Linked DNA regions of Mus musculus: all the other regions are linked to region 2. The links are chromatin contacts, called in public promoter capture Hi-C maps. All regions are on one chromosome and are shown on one strand. The core of a region is the stretch at or near the end of the contact, and the rest is flanking DNA. Distances in the headings are between cores, read along the strand shown. Region 1 holds the start of Mzf1 (myeloid zinc finger 1). Region 2 holds the start of Etfb (electron transferring flavoprotein, beta polypeptide). Region 3 holds the start of Zik1 (zinc finger protein interacting with K protein 1). Region 4 holds the start of Hif3a (hypoxia inducible factor 3, alpha subunit).

Region 1 (2,700 bases), core at 129-2,628, about 30 Mb before region 2:
GGGCCTATATAGTGTCTGGTAGCTTACTCTGTTCTAAATACAGGCTGTTGCTTAAGCTTAGAAACATTTCTCTTCCCTACATCCTATTCTTTTCTATAGCTGCATCTCTACTTGCACCCAGACATCAGTACCACTGCTGCCTCCTCCTGGACTCCCAATAAGAGTCCCTGTGGACAGCCTTTTGCGGTGGAACAAACAAGTCCCTTAATGTTTTCTACCCAGTCTTGGACTTGGCCTCTCTCTCAGGCCCCAACATTCCTTTCCCAATGTGGTATCAAGGGGACAGCCCTACTCCACCCAATCCCCCATCTCAGCTTCTCTCAGGCCAACAGGTTTCCATATATCTCCAATACCAGAAGCCAACTCATCACATCCAACAGCGATACAAGTCTTCAGCTCTCTAGTTTAGTTGGTTGGGAGGTGACTGGGACTTCTGGGTACCCTTAAAGGCTCTCAACTCATTAGACCAACAGTCTGCAAGGGTACTACTTTTGCTGTGCCTATGTCAGCTATAGTTTCCTCACTTGTAAAAAGGACTGACTTCTCCCATGATACTTTCTGCAACTGGGACTTTGTGAAAATCTAAATTTACTATTGCAGTGGCATCAGCTTAGAGGCAGCTTGATTTCTGTGGGTTACACCTCTGCTCTTTAGGGTGCTAAGTCAACTCGAAACCCTGAGAGAAACTTGGAACAGCCATAAAGCAAGAAGAGGTTCCGGAAATACATTTCCCAGAAGTCTAAGTGAGCATCCTCGCTTTAGGGTGCCAATGTGTCCGGTCGCCGTGGCACCTGTGGCGATCAGCGCGGTAGCGCGTCAGCACAGGGCCGGTTTGCTGGGAGTTCCTGGACCCCCTACCGGCGCTCCGGGTCTAGCTAGACAGCTGGAATCCCAGAGTCCACTCTACCCAGACTCCTCCCTAGGCCTTGAGGTGAAGGGACTCCCAGCCTTCCTTCAATGCTCCGAGGGAGGCTGTGCCCTCGTGAACATGCGCACTCTCGTTCGCTTGCTCCATATCAAACTACATATCCCAGACTGCTTTGCGCGCAGCTCCAAGCCCTTCTGCCCTTCCCCCACCCCAGCCTCCGTTTCTACCCTTCTTCCCGTCCCTAGGGGATTGCGCTGGTTGCAATAATCAGCTCGCACTCCTGGACGTCTCTTCCCACACTCCCGGCCACGAATTCAGGCGTCAGGGCCCCGACGACGTGCACAATCCTCTCGGGGGGCAACGGATTCAAGCACCACCTTCCAGACTGCGCATGCCCCCACCACTTTTTTTTTTTTTTTTTTTTTTTAAATGTCAGTTCTCTACCGGCCTTCCAGGGATTTGCAGGGTTCTGCACCAATCACCGCTCTCACTAGGACGCCGTCTCCCCGTCTCCATGGCAACGACGGGTTCGAAAAAGAGCGTCCGCTGGGCTACCTGCGGAACCACTGAAAGAAAGGCTTAGCAAAATGCTTTCTGGGAGTCGTAGTTTGGAGGGTGCTGTGTGGGTGCGCAAACGCAGCACCACCGGATCTCTTTTGTATTTCTGCGCGGTGGGTAGGAGTGAGCGGGACTCCATGGTAACTAAGGGACCAAACCTGGTGGTATCCTAGGTAACGACCGCACTACTTGGTTTAAGAAAGGTCAGGATCTGTGGCGAAGCCAAGGGGAAGGGACAGGGACACAAATACCCAACGAGATGTCTATACAGGAAGGCAGAGATAGCCCCATACAGAGTCGGGGGAGAGGATGAGAGGGGTGGGAAAATTGTGAGGGGGAGACTGGATGCTAGGAGAGACTGAATATAAGTGAACACACATAGGTATGAATGAAAAGGGGGGAGGGTTAGTCATTAGAATCAGAGTTAGAACCTGAGTCATGTCAGAAAATTTAGGAAGAAGAGAGAAGCAGAAAGGGATTGGGATTAGGAAAGTGAGACATCGAAACTCTAGGGGCCAACCCAGAGTACAAAGGTAAGTGGGGAGAAATTAGAGATATAGTAAAGATGTTAATAGAGATACGGTAAAACGGACTGATAGGTTTCAAAGACTGAGGGATGGCAACAAAAAATTAGATGTGCGTGTGGGGGAAACATTTTCAGAGAAAACTCACACAAAAAATGACAACACACCAGAAAGAGGACGGGGACCAGTCCTCTAGTTTCCTAGCATCATTTACCAAACAATATTGCGACACCTGACTACTTAAACATTACCTCTCCTCCCCCATTTTTTAAATCTGTGATTGAAGTCGTAACACTATTCTGGTAGAAATTGACTTACAAGAAGCTGACAGGTAGCCGGGCGTGGTGGCGCACACCTTTAATCCCAGCACTTGAGAGGCAGAGGAAGGCGGATTTCTGAGTTCGAGGCCAGCCTGGTCTACAGAGTGAGTTCCAGGACAGCCAGGGCTATACAGAGAAATCCTGTCTTGGAAAACAAAACAAAACAAAACAAACAAACAAACAAAAAAAGAAGCTGACAGGTTGCAAATGAGTTCTGCCCAGCCATCACCTGGAAGGTAGCTAAATATCTCTTTATCCCTACACCTAACCTTTTGTTTTATTTCAGATTCATTTAGATTCATTTGTTGCATCTTCCTGAAACTACCTTTTGCTACCTTTCTGTTTTCCTTGAGGTAGTGGAAGCCAGATGCTGGGGTGAAAACCTAGCTCAGAGAGGTAGAAAAAGCACCCAGGTGACCTTCTTTCTCAG
Region 2 (2,700 bases), core at 53-2,552:
GAGACAAGGGCAGTTCTGAGGGGTGGGCTTGGGTGCAGCTTCTACCTGGCCACGCTCACCTGACGGGTGGGCGTGGCCCAGGGTTGCTGCTGCTGATTGCCTTGGCCGTATACACTTCAAAGAATGCCTGGAAGCCAGAAGTCTTCTTCTCCTGGTCCTACTTTTTCGGATGGTTGGCTTTACCCTTCTTGTTTATTGCGGGTAACCAGCACGAGGGGAAGAGGGTGGAGACTACCCCTCTAGAGGACTCCCCTCCCCAGAAACTTCCCAGTCACCTATTCTTCCTAGCAAAGTCCACAATAACTTCCAGTGACTTCCCCGCCCCTGCACTCCAAGACACCCGATGGAAACGCCCTTGGAACCCCCATCCCTAGCTCCCAGGCAGGCCAGATCATCCGCCCCATAGCCCACCTTCCTTCCCCGGGCTCTGTACTCCCTTCCTGCCAGGCTTCTGCTTTCTGCTTGCCGACATGATCTTGCAGAGCACCGAAGCCATCAGCGGATTCCCGGTATGCCTATGAATGCGGCCTGCCTGGGGCAGAATAAAGGAATGGCTTTTAGCCTCGCCCCTGCGTGCTTTTCTGCGGAACGTAGAGACAGAAGCTTGGAGACTACAGAGACACGGATAAAGTGGCTTGTAGAGAGTTAAGGAGGTCAGAAGGAATGTGGGAGGGTAGGAACGGAGACTTGAACCCTGTAACGAGGTGTGTACCCTGGGGATTTGCAGATGCGGAAGCAGGGAGAGGGTGTAGGGACAAGCTGACACCGGGTAGTCCTAGCGGATGTAGGCGTAGAAGAAGGGGCGGGGACGAGCGCACCCGGGGAATGCACGGGGAGAGAATATGGGACTCGGGAGAGTCATAAAGCACGCAGTCGCGGGAGGAGGTGGGGATGAGCGGACACGGGAAAATCACAAGGAAGTAAAGTGTAGACGCAAGGATAAGGAGGGAATCTGCAGAAAGAATGCGGCGGCAAGCAAGTGAAGGAAGGCCTTGGGGGCGTAGGAAAAAAGGCACAGGGTGCGCGTGGGAACACAGACATGGGGGCTTGGAGTGCTGAGAAAGGAGGGATCTAGAAGTGAATTGCAGATCTGGGGACAACAGGAGTTACGAGGAGAGCATTAGGATAAATAAGCCCTCAGCAAACTTCACTCCTAGGAATGCCCTTTCCCCTACTTCTGTGCAACGCCCCCTCCACCCAGCGGTCCGCCGTGGACCCCGCCTCTCCCTGAATTCCGCTTCCTATTGGCTTTTTCTGAGTTGTGCGACGGTTGATTGGTCGGTGTTGCGGCGCGCAGGCGCAGAGACAGATACGGGGCGGAGTGTGTGACTATCTGGATTAGGAGCAACCTGACCCGGCCAGTGACTGCTGCAGGAAGATGGCGGAGCTGCGCGCGCTCGTGGCTGTCAAGAGGGTCATCGACTTCGCTGTGAAGGTGACTTTCCCCACCCCGACTAGGTCCCAGCACCCTGAGACCGCAGCTATGAACGTCCAAGAGCAGGAGCGTGCCCCACATAAGAGAACCTTTCAAAAGTCAATTTCTATTGCCCTTTGACCCGACGTCAGTCATACTTGGAGCAAAAATCAAGGGCTGTGAGATTTTGACAATCAGATCCTTCTGAGGTGACGACCCTTTTCCCCTCTCTCTCAGTCCCTTGATAACTGTGGGCTGGAGGAGTCATGGTCCCTATTTAACACGTGGAGAAACTGAGGCACAAAACTGGCACTTAGCAAGAGAGAATCAGAATAGAGAATTCTATGTGGGGCCTGCGGTTTCATCACTCATTACCTTGCAGGCTGCACTGTCTGCTCTAAATGTACAGCCACATGGAGAGCCATCTGGTTCCATGGGACTCAGAAAGCGCCTCACCCATATAGCCATGGGATGCTTGTCGACAGTTTTTTATTTAGGAAGGGAAGGAGACCTGTGCTTGCTGGAGAAGCAAGTTCAAAGGAGCCAGCTTAACTAAGACTTTGGAGTGTCCGTGAGCAGTCTGAGGGCAGCACCCCTGAGGCCCTGGGTTCTCCTCAGAGAGAAGCTGCTGTAGCCAGCATTGAATCAGACTGGGTTCCCAGGCCAGTCTCTCAATGCTTAGCCTAATCTGTACTGAAAAAAAGATGGTGGCAATTCATGTTTGTCTGTCCCCATTGTCCTGTGATCCCCCTTTGTGTCCTTCAAATTTCCTAGCATAAGGAAGATGCACCCAAGAGACCCTCTGAGATAGGTAAAAACGGGCTATATCATTTAATACCACCATCTACGTACCGCAGTTGAGGAATGAGACAAGAAGGATTCAGGAGACAGACTCAGACTTAATGTCCATGACCCAGACAGCACACATGGAAGTCGGCACAAAGCACCAGCAGATATAATTCCTGTACAGAGATTGATCCCTTTGTACAGCTTCTGTACTCTCAATCGAACAGGGTGGTTGAGGAAACCCAGGCCCGTGGAGGCCCTGTTACTTGCCAGATGCCTGCCCCCTGCCCCCAAGCTGGGTAAGCAGCAAGAATCAGGAGTCTGGGCAAGTCTGACTCTCTGCCTGTTTGCTAGAGAGAAAACGGGTTGGCTTGAGGTGGCTTCTAACAGCCTGTGACAGAGATGGTGCTTCCAGGTTTATTGAGATACATGTGGGTTTGTGGGCAACTCAACCACCATTAATTTGTTTGTTTATTTATTTATTTATTTGGGTGTGTGTG
Region 3 (2,700 bases), core at 36-2,535, about 33 Mb before region 2:
GTCTTATTGACTTCCTCACAATAACTGGGTTCTCCATGCCACAGAAACATGGAGGCTTATGTGACTAAGATTAGATCACCTCCCTCCTCTTCCCTTTCCTTTCCCTAAATGTTGAATTACTCTCATCACTCTAAAGCAGAACGCTGAGATTCATTCCAGATCTGAATCCTGCCCTGCTGCTTTCACTTCCCTCAGAAGAAAACACTTGGGGTTCTATGAACCACATGAGCCTCATCTCCAAACATTTACACATGCCAATCAATGCCTGCGTCAACCTTACAGATCACATTCTATTGTTTGTTACCAAAAGGAACTACTCCAATCTTCAATTTGTTAAGGCCCCTTTGACTCAAGACAAATATCTCAGTGACAGCCTAGGACATATTCTCCTCACCTGCATGAGGGCCATATCCATTTCTGCAGTCATGGACACCTGTGAGATGAGAGATGTTATGAATGATGGCAGGGACCCAAAGCTTTAGGTTTTCCTATACCCTCTCCCAACCCGGAGCAAAGTGACATAGGGATGCCCTCGTTACATCTGATCCTAAATCCTCAGTGCTTGTGCTTACTTATGGACCCTTGAACAATGACTCAACTGGCCTATAATATATCTCCACACAACTCCCAGGTTGGAAAACCCTAGGGTGGTCCAAGAACTAGCTGAGATGAGAATATACATACATATATACATACATACTCTCATCACGAGCAGCAGCTTTTTGGAAACCCTAAAACCCACACTCAAGTCTGTGTAGTTTTTCCATAACACGAATTCCTGTCATGGGGAAAATGGTACAACACTTCATCTCATTATTACGGGCCTAAATAGTCCACACTTCAGCGTCGCTCCAAGAAATTACACACACTATGGCCCTGGCTGTACCACTCCGCCTCCTCATTGTAGCTTTGCAAATAGAAAAGCCGAATCACGTACTCCTACTAATACAGGGATCTGGGGAGTAGCGACTTAAGGGGACTCCCTAATTCCGACTCTGCAAGATAAGTGGCGAGGACAAGGGAGCCACAAATGTCGCACCACTTACCTAAGCCTGGTGCATGAGCGTGGGCACAGCCATCCAAGTAAGCGAGCGCAGACAACGGGGAAACGGGGACGAGGGACCTGGACAATACTGCCACTGTCAGTGCCGGGGCTGCGATGAATATTACGCCCTTAGAACCGCTCCTTTGAGATTCTTCGATCCGTACACCTCTGGACAAAGGGGTCTTGCACACGATCTGGAAGGAGGGACCCAAAAACCGCTAAAATGAGCGCCACAGAGCGCAGCCGGAAATCCCGCCCCATTCCTCCAGCCAAACCCGAAGATGGTACTATCCTAAATTCTCATTGGCTCATGCTCCTCTCTCTGTGGATAGTGCATTCTGGGTAACGTAGTTCCTTCAGATATGCGTCTGTGGGTGGGGAAGCTGTGCAACTTCATCACCTGGAACAAAGGCCAAAAGGGATGTGTGCTGGGAAGCGCCATGTACGCTAGCAAACAACCCTTTTCATCTGTCTTCTTTTCTGAAGTCCTCGGCCATAGTCTGGGGCCACCCACCCCAGTGTTTTCCAACTTGGGGGCAAACAGAATACAAGGATGCTAGACTGGAGGTCAAAAGAGGCTGTGGTTGTATAGATGAACTCAAACTCCGGGGGAACTGCGGGATTTCTCCATGTGTACCCAAATGCTGGGCAGACATCCGATGGAGAGCCCATGCCTAGCCTCTTGAACTAGCTCAGGGCACTTGGCCTCCTAGTCCACTGTTGGAAGCCACTTGCAGGGAGTCGAATTTAAATCCATAGTGACTCCTACATTTCCCTGTTGTCTGCTTAAATACCCCCTCCCTTTGTATTCTAATACCACTCCTATGGCACTTGATTTGCCTCTTCTTCAGTGTTGCCCTAAGAGAACACACACAGCTCCTTAAGCTTCAACTAGATCTGTCCGGTAGCTAGAAAGTTGGCTGACTAGCCTGAATATCAATAAAAAGCAGAAATTGCCTCTCCAGGAAAAAAAAGAAATCAGGATCTGTGTGAGGCCAGCAAGTTCTGCAACTCGCCCTCTCCTGAGGGCGCCGCTTATAGAGGTAGAGAGCAGCAGCCACCAACTGGCCATAAACTAAATGTAACTCTTGTACACAACTACAAAAAAGACAAAGTTAAACAGAGTTCAAGCAAATCTTAAACTCCTAGCATATGAAAAGTTTTGTGTTTGTCTGTATTTGTATATTTGGCATCCATCAATCTCAGGACCAGAGATAGCTAAAGTTGTAACTCATGCTGATGTACACCATGCAATTCCTACAAAGGATGCCAGAGGGAAGAGAATTATTAGTTCTGGGCTAGCATGGTTACAGAGCATGAGTCAAACTAAAATATCAACAAATACCAACAGTGAAAGTCAATTGAACAGGTTGGAGTGTCTTTTCAATGATACTCAGTTGTCTAAATTTCCAAGTGGCTAGCTGAGCTTTCTACTACTTCTAGGAAACTAACTGGTCTGGACGCAGTCTTCTTTGCAGCTTGGTTTATTAAGGAAAAATGTGCCTTGAAAATCTCATTTTTGGGGGGGGGCACTTTCTGAAGCTATTTTGCATTGTCTCAACTGCCTACTTAAGAATGGAATGTTTCAATCTCACAGTTAACAGTTATGCAACAAAGCTATACATACATTATTACACATTTTAAGGAGACTGTAG
Region 4 (2,700 bases), core at 14-2,513, about 26 Mb before region 2:
GGTAAAAACTGGGTGTAGAGAAAAACCAATCAGATCTCGGAAGCCAGGGAGGAGGGACAGGGGTGAGGCTTGAGGGATGCCCCAATTTAGACAGGGAATACCAAGAGTCTAGGAAATTTTTCTGGGGTCTCCCGTGGCAACCTGGCGAAATGGGCTCCACTGGCTATGGTCCCAAAGCCTCTGCACCTGTTGCAAGGTGAACACAGAACCCGCTTCTTCCTAGGATAACCCCAGCTGTGTCCAGCCACAGGAGGGCGCTGCCTTCCCTTGATTAGCCAGGGCATCTTTCGGAAGGATGTCTCTCAAATAGGGTTTGGGTGGGGCCCTCCTCCCTCAATTACAGACTGGGTCCAGGCAGATGAAATTGACACAGAACCAGATCGCAGGAAGTGGCTCAGATTTGTTCTGTTGGTACTGAAAAGGAGCGACCCTACTTATTTAATGCTGTTTTTTGAGACAAGAAAATGTAGACCAAAGCTGGTCTGGAACTTGCCATGTAGGCCAGGCTGGCTTTGAAAGCATCAATCTCCTATAGCTTTCCAAGTGCTGGGTTTACAGGCATGAATCTCCTTCCCCAGCTATCATTCCACTCTTTGAAAGGCAAAAAGACCTTGGTTAGGTCCCACACAGCCTCTAATGAGGACCTCCCTATCCCCATGTCATTTTAGAGCATTTTGAAGCTTGGGAGACTGTTAGAAAGGGCATGGTAAAATTAACCTCTCTCCTGGAATTCAGAAATAGTGTCTTTCAGGGACTCCCTAGAAACTCCAGTTTGGGGATCCCTTATTAACACCACAAGAGCTAGACTGCCAAGGAAGACTCCTTTCAGGGATTTGGAGGAAAAGACTTTTTTGGAAGAAGTCTTCCTTGCTCAAACGCGACCACCTCCAATCCATAAGGAACTTGGAGTTTCACCCCCAGCCAGATGGAGGATTGAACCCGATGTATCTGGAAATTGCAGCTCATAACCCCAAAGCAGTTCCAGGGGAGGGGGGCGGGACAGCTGGAGCTCTGGGGGTAAATCCCTGATACCCTGAAAACCTCTAAGGTGGAGGGTGCATCGGGATGTGTCCCCAATCGGGCGCCTCACAGTGTCCTCAACTTGAGCCACACCCCAGAGATGAGGGGTTCCCTTAAAGCTCCGTCAAAGAGAGCCCCCAGACCCCACCATCCTATCCCCGAAGCCCTGTACCTCACGCGCTGCAGCCCCAACGCCATGGCTCGCCCTTCGCGGTTCCAGAGCCCTCGATGCCCAGCGTCCCCCTCCCCTGCCTGTGTGAGCCCCCTCCCCAGCTCCACCTCTGCCACTCCATTGGCTGGTCTTTGCCCAGCCCGCGGCTCTGATTGGAAGGTGGGCTTGTTGCTCCCGAGAAGGAGGAGGGACTAAAGGAGAAGACTTGGAACTTCAAGGGGTTGGGGAATCCGATGTAATGCACACCCCCAGCCACGCCCCTGCCCCAGACTTCCTTGGCAGTCCGGAGCCCGCCGGGCGTGATTTCCCTCCAGTCTCTGAACTTCCATATGTACACTTCTGAACCATCTGATTCACTGTTCTCTGTGTCCCAGTTCCTGTCGCAGTCTCTGCCTTCACTCCCACCTTTCCCAACCCCCTCTCCTTTCTCCCGCTCTGTCCTTTTCTTGACGTACCAAGTCCCCACTTCTCTCCACCCCGAACTCTACTTCACCTGTATTTCATAACCCCTTTCTTTGCCATACCCCATGTCCCTCCACTGTGTGGCCCCACTGTGGACCCCGCCTCCCAGAATCTTCCTTGTCCACCCGTCTCCACCCCATCCTGACCCGTGGCCTCTCTTAACTCCCTGTGCAGGTTCCTGCGGATGAATAATTAAGCTTCTGTCAAGTAAATATGCTTTAGCTTCATCACACCCACTTGTAAAGGGAACAGAGAACCGATGAGAGATACGTGCGCAGTGACATGGACAGGTGGAAGACGGTACAGCTGGGTAAGGAAGAGGAAGGAAGTTCCTGTGTAGGCTGGAGAGGGCGTGGACACTAAGGACAGGGGTGAAGGAGCAGTGTTCCTTCCGTATGCAGGTTTGGGTACACTCTACACTGCGGCAGAAATGGATTTATTGTTTTTGAGTTATTGGGCAAGCTCCATCTTAGGACTTTCACACATAACTGCGCACTCTCTTTAGAGTGCTCTTCTCGGCTAGACGGTTGGCTCCAGGTTTAAGGCCCTTGCTGCCAACCCTGAAGACCAGTGTTCAATCCCCAGGCCCTCCCCCCTCCCCCCACATCGTGGAAGGCAAGGTCTTTGATTTATCTGCGCGCACGCGCGCACACACACACACACACACACACACACACACACATACACACACCACACGTAAAATGTAATAAAAAACTTAAAAAAATTCTCCTCTAAAAATCCACATGGCTCCCCACCTCAACTCAGGAAAATAGTAAGCTGTCTCCTCCCATTGCCTTCTCTTCTCCATCTTCCTTCTCCTCTTCTTTCTCCTTCCTCTTTCTTCCTCCTCTTCTCCATTTTATTTTCAGATGGGGTCTCATGTAACCCCGTCAAGACTGGCCAGCAAGAGCTGGCCTTGAACTTCTATCCTCCTGCCTTCACCTTCCAAGTGGATTACAGGTGTGTACCATTATGCCCAGCTCCCATGCCATTTAGTTTCAGTTGATTTTATTTGAATAAATCTGACTATATCCATGCTATCAGCA

The links. Promoter capture Hi-C pulls out the DNA fragments that hold promoters and counts their contacts.
Region 1: a promoter capture Hi-C map of pre-B cells shows a contact between it and region 2. The contact joins the promoter of Mzf1 here to the promoter of Etfb in region 2. A contact is called at or near these places in 4 of 39 promoter capture datasets (cranial neural crest, maxillary cranial neural crest, pre-B cells and 1 more).
Region 3: a promoter capture Hi-C map of second pharyngeal arch cranial neural crest shows a contact between it and region 2. The contact joins the promoter of Zik1 here to the promoter of Etfb in region 2. A contact is called at or near these places in 4 of 39 promoter capture datasets (cranial neural crest, maxillary cranial neural crest, pre-B cells and 1 more).
Region 4: a contact with region 2 is called in a promoter capture Hi-C map of cranial neural crest. The contact joins the promoter of Hif3a here to the promoter of Etfb in region 2. A contact is called at or near these places in 3 of 39 promoter capture datasets (the HPC-7 cell line, cranial neural crest and second pharyngeal arch cranial neural crest).

Annotation. Positions count from the first base shown.
Region 1 is chr7:13,053,386-13,056,085 of GRCm38.p6, forward strand. It overlaps Mzf1 (myeloid zinc finger 1), which reads right to left and starts at 1,379. Exons shown (of 6, transcript NM_145819.2): 1 at 1,096-1,379.
Region 2 is chr7:43,442,770-43,445,469 of GRCm38.p6, forward strand. Etfb (electron transferring flavoprotein, beta polypeptide) reads left to right here and starts at 1,303. Exons shown (of 6, transcript NM_026695.3): 1 at 1,303-1,435. The coding sequence starts at 1,379. It overlaps Cldnd2 (claudin domain containing 2), which reads left to right. Exons shown (of 5, transcript NM_028849.1): 4 at 82-201; 5 at 448-551. The coding sequence ends at 521.
Region 3 is chr7:10,494,096-10,496,795 of GRCm38.p6, forward strand. Zik1 (zinc finger protein interacting with K protein 1) reads right to left here and starts at 1,286. Exons shown (of 4, transcript NM_009577.3): 1 at 1,047-1,286; 2 at 395-433. The coding sequence starts at 427.
Region 4 is chr7:17,061,164-17,063,863 of GRCm38.p6, forward strand. Hif3a (hypoxia inducible factor 3, alpha subunit) reads right to left here and starts at 1,264. Exons shown (of 15, transcript NM_001162950.1): 1 at 1,193-1,264. The coding sequence starts at 1,218.